Regions from separate parts of the Danio rerio genome. Here region 1 is linked to region 2. Evidence: chromatin contacts called from public Micro-C data. All regions are on one chromosome and are shown on one strand. Each heading gives the region's core, a stretch centred on a gene start, on an enhancer-like site or on the middle of the called end of the contact. The rest is flanking DNA. Distances are from core to core; before and after follow the strand shown. Region 1 overlaps plxnb2b (plexin b2b). Region 2 holds the start of plxnb2b (plexin b2b).

Region 1 (2,700 bases), core at 135-2,634, 180 kb before region 2:
TTCTTTTTTATATCCACAATAAAGCCATTGAACTGTTGTATAAATGCAATATCACACTTGTAGCAATGCGATAGAGCTGTATATCGGCACTGGTGAGGAGCACTAAGGCACTCAACGCCACCTCCCAATTTTTATAAAATAAAATACAACAAATTCATTAATAAATGCAAATGAAAATGTATTTAAATGTATGTGTAATAAATATGTTTGATAATAAATGATATACATGAAAAAGCCTATAATAACATAACTTTTTAAAATTAAATAAAATAAAAGTTACTTAAATGCTTGAATGAAAAATTTGTTTCACAACTTGTCATGATAACCAGCGTACTCTATAAGATCGCTGGACTTCATTCACAATAACCATGGACTACAATTCCGCTATTTCTGGACTACATTTTCATACATGCACTCCGCTCACACATGCTTCCTCATCTAGACTGATTACACTCGCACCACCTGAGGATTGTCAGAGACTGATTGCACACACTATTTAAGCAACACACTAACTCATTCACGTTGCCGAGTCTTGTTATCTGTATAGTAACACTACAACACGTTTTCCTAGTCTTGTTTTCTTGTGTTTTGAACCTTGAGGGATGCATGCACGTTATTTTTTATTATTTGTATTTTAGTATTACTTTTAAATATATTTCTTTGTATTTTTAATATCATTTTTTTAGTTTTATTGTCTAGATTATTTTATTGTAAAGCACTTTGGATCAACTACGGCTGTGTAAATTGTGCTCTATAAATAAAGTTTGCCTTGCCTTGCCTTGCCTTGTTAGCCTTTTCATCTTAGTCTGCCGCCTGCCTTCTGACCACTCGCCTGATCTTTTGACAACGATTCTGGACTTCCCTTGTATATCTGTTAGCACCTTTGCTTGCCTGACTTTGAATAAACCTGCATGTGGATCCAAACTTCTGTTGTTTGTGTCCCTCCACTCGTTACACAACTAACATAATTTAAAAAAAAGCGTAAAATTCTTGTATATACGTAGACTTTTTGGCTCAATATCATTACAGCCCTAAAGAAATTTAATAATTTGTTTTTGATTGGCTACACAACAAACCAATGTTGTCCAATGACTGGCCGAGTGAACCTTCCTAAGTCTTAAAATGTCACTTTAAGCTAAATACTAGTATCTTGCAAAATTACTAGTAAAATATAATGTACTGTCTTCATAGCAAAGACAAAATTAAATACACATTACTTAACTTGAATATGAACAGAATATGTTGATTCATGTTGTCTTCAGACATATTTGTCGAATAAACTCACGGCGAGACAAAACATTCCCGCCTGAACCTGCTCAGACAGACACAAGTGAGGGAATCTGCAGTGAACGCTGACAGGAGGCCGCCGCAGATCAACGCCACTGATATGACACATATATGAACAACAGCGCTGCTGGCAGAACAATTTGGTGCGGTGAAACGTGTGTGGGAAAGCAGCGTTTGACCGACAGCTGGAGAAATGCTCTGTCAATCTCTGAACCTGACAGCGTTTCTAAACACAGAAGAAAAGAAAGAGCCAAAACCAGCCATTACAGGAGACAGCAGATCCACAGAGCTGACAGAAGAGAGATTCATCATGCTAACAGACGCTAGCAGACCTTTAGCACAACAGCAATACATGCTAATCATGACATCAGATCAGGCGCTAGCAAAAAAATGAAAAATGCTATGACAATGCTACAATAATAATCCATAACCAGGTTAACGATACGTTTTCTAACGTCCAATAACCATAAATTGACCTTCCAAGAATTCCCTTTAAAAACTTTTATGCTTTTTATTATGCTAACATTATTGTGGTTCGTTTTAGTTTTTTTTCCCCTCATTAGTGATGTACATTTGAGTTTTAGGTTACATCTAATGTTGATAAATAATGTTTATTCCATTATTTTTAATTTTGCGTGTGTTACTGTGATGATGTTCAGTAGTTGTGTGTTGTTTGTGATAAGCTTTGATTCATTATGAGACTTTGTCTGTGAATTCTGTCTGCATATCAAGGGAAATGATGTGTAGATGTACTTCAAAACACTGGTGTGTAATAATTAATTAATACAAATACGGTAGTTTACTGTAAAATGTTGAAAATTATTTTCAGTTTTTACCGTATTGTTAACAGTAAAGTTCAGTAAAGCGTTTTTACAGTAAATTTTATGAATATTTTGATCATGAGACTGAATTATTACAGTTTTTACTGTATTATTGTTAACAGTAAAGTTCTGGCAACCACAGCGCCCGTTTTTTTACAGTAAATTTTATGGATTTTTTTTTCATCGTAAGACTGAATTCCTTACAATTAGAGCTACGTGACACTGAAAAAAAATATATACAATATTGTTGTTGAGTATTGCGATAACGATATTTCTTACGATGAAACATTTTCTTATTTTTATTAGCTACTTTTGTAAATCATTTCTTTATTTAAAGATATTACAATAAACAGCTAAAGACATATTTCTGATCTAATTTAGACAAAAAAAAAAATGGTGTCAAACTGCAAACGTTTAGTCTTTAAAACACTGTAAATGAGTGAATAAAGTCAGACTATTCTGATTGCCTGTTGTCTCGACTCCCACCATAAGTATTTACTTTCAGCTCCAGCCAATAGCAGTACACAAACTACTGGAGGAGGCGGGGATAAAGAGAGTAAGGCCCCATCTTATAGGACACATATATGAACAA
Region 2 (2,700 bases), core at 19-2,518:
AAGGAAGTAAGACTTAAGGCTGCCATTTGACATGATATTTGAGTTAATGAATATTTGCCGAAACAAAGCCACACTTTGACTAGCCTACTGTTTTAGAAGTGATGTAAGGTGGACGTACCTGATGTAACTTCTCAAACAGCTGTCAATTTATCAACATTTATAAGATGATTTGACACATCAGATGCTGTTTAGAAACTGGATATACTATTAAAACCACTGAGAAACAAAAGCAGAGTTCATTTTAGCAAGACTGAAACTGTCAACAGCAACAAATGGACAGTCACTCACCTGTTGAGATAGTGGCAAGTCACCTAGCTAAGAAACAAACTACTAGTCATTAAATGAGTACATTCAATTAATAGCAGGTTGAGGATCAGTTTTGGTTCTCTTAAACCCGAACAAAAGGTGTCTTGACGATAACTCGAAGTACTTTAGTACAAAAGTAAGCTAGTCAGGCTGCTAAATAGACCTTTGGTAAGTCACTTTCACTTACTGTAACTCCAGCTACTTCGAGCACTTTCCGTTATCAATAACGGACAGTATATTGACGGAGGAAGCAGACAGCTATCGTTGCTAAGCAAATTAAACGTAGACTTCCAAACAAACGCGAAACGTCAACACAGTTGACGGTTAACGATAGTGGCGCCACAAGAAATTGGCGCGAGACGAACCACAACCTCAGAAAATAGTAGCTGGTCCACCTGAAAGTCACATGCTGGGTAAGTGGATGACATGCTACAGGGATACTGAATACAACTGGAGGAAATAAACAATAAACAACCCACGCTTGTTTTAATAAAGCAGTGTTACATCCACATGCAACATGCGTCTCAGTCCGGGATGCGCGTCCCATCTGAAACCACAACCGTGAACTGCTGTGTACGGTCTTTTAGAGGTTACAACGCAAAACACACTGCACGTCAAACGCAAAACACACACCGACTCACCTAGGCAGTCGGGTAGTTGCGGTGTCCAGGGCACAGATTTCCCTCAGAATGAGCGGAATAGACTCCCGGTGCACGGAAAGTTCACATGTCACTCACGCGCGGACAGACGGAGATCTGCGGTTCCAGAATCCCCGTTACCGAATAACACGCTGTAGGTTTGAACGCTCCACGCCCAGGTATTTGATCACATGATCCGTCCAGGTGTAAACGGAACACACACATACATATACACACACCTGGAGGTCTGGTCGCGCTCGCCGCCTCCTACCCGGTGACTCGCGAACGGAGGAACGGGGGAGCTGTGAGTGAGTGTGTGTGTGTGTATGTGTGAGAGTGTGTGTGTGTGTGTGTGTCTCCTCCCCTTCTCCACGCTGAGAGCTTTAAACCACAGAACAAGCGAAGACCTGATGGAAGCGAGAGCTGGAGCTTCAAGTGCTTTTAATCTACTGTAGATTAGTGAAAATGGCAGCTCTTCCAAATCTATGATTACTTTTAAAGCTCTGGTCTGGCACTTATAAAAAGTACCGTGGTATTAGGTTGTTTTTGACATACCTCGTATTTTCTTCGTGTGTAGCCTGCAAGTGTAGTATTACTTATACTAAACATATTGGAGTACTATATTACCAAAGTATTTGAATATTGCAATCTTATGACACTGTGGTAAATATGTGGTATGAAGAGATATGATTATAAAATATTAGCTATATAAAACTTATGAAGAGTAGAAAAGTGCTATAATTATGAAATTTCCTATAGTGTAAATGGAGGTTTTGCTTATTTTTATAGCCTCCGTTCTGAATACCTGATCTGTCTGGAGGTTTTCATTTATTTATTTATTTATTTATTTATTTATTTATTTATTTATTTATTTTCACAACTAAAAATACAATATGGTGCATAATATATAATATAATCAAAAAATGTTAAAACTGTGTTTTGTTATTCATGTGTTTGTTTGTTTAACTTATTTATGCTTTTTTATCTTTCCATCAACACCCTTTGAAATTGAAAACCTTTTAAAAAGTCACTTTTATTGGCATTTTTAATCGTTTAAGTGATATAAGTTTGGGTTTATGTTGTAAATTACAATACAAAAACTTGGTAATAAACTGCTAGTGCTTTTTCTGTCATTTTTCAGACTTAATACCCTCTCTATATATATTATCAATTGAATAATACAATCTTTAAAACTGCTAAAATGGCATTAAACGTTACTTCATAAACAGCACCGTTAAGTTCTTTAAAAACAAAAGTCGACAGAGAAATCAAGGTCCTATAATGCAACTCGCACCAGTAAATATACATAAAAACAGTAAATAATAAAATATAAAAGCTATTAATGAATAATCTTTCAGAGTGTAGATCCAAAAAGATTAGAATACCACTATTTCTATTCTTAATAACAATACAAACTTATCATAACCACGTTTCATATCAAAATACTTTGATTTTACCATCTGACATGCCCTCAAATATTGTCTTTAGTACTTTATTTAGGTTTATTGCTGCCATTTCTCTCTGATCTCCACATTTCCGCAGCACTGTAAGCAGAACTCAAACAACTTTTGATATTAAAAACTTTTAAAAAGTCACTTTTATTGACATTTTTAATAGTTTAAGTCATAGAGGTCTGGGTTTATGTTGTAAATTAAAGGACAATAACCTGGAAATAAACTGAAAGTACTTTTTCTGTCATTTTTATGACTTAATTCTAACTATATATATATTATTAATTATATAACATAATGTTTAA

The links. Hi-C and Micro-C count contacts between places; a contact is called where the count stands out from the background.
Region 1: a contact with region 2 is called in a Micro-C map of caudal fin, with 2.5 times the contacts expected there. The contact joins the enhancer-like site here to the promoter of plxnb2b in region 2. A contact is called at or near these places in 1 of 18 Hi-C or Micro-C datasets (caudal fin) and 1 of 4 datasets of contacts at active chromatin or transcription factors (embryo).

The regions. Positions count from the first base shown.
Region 1 is chr25:6,204,800-6,207,499 of GRCz12tu, reverse strand. All of the region lies in intron 3 of plxnb2b (plexin b2b), which reads right to left. Among named protein-coding and RNA genes, the nearest start is that of tubgcp6, 150 kb to the left of the region's middle. Within about 2 kb of position 1,384, at least 3 of the 62 cell types and tissues checked have an H3K27ac peak or open chromatin away from gene starts, as enhancers often do. A contact at or near this core is called in caudal fin, where this site is marked.
Region 2 is chr25:6,020,601-6,023,300 of GRCz12tu, reverse strand. plxnb2b (plexin b2b) reads right to left here and starts at 1,268. Exons shown (of 39, transcript NM_001423669.1): 1 at 948-1,268.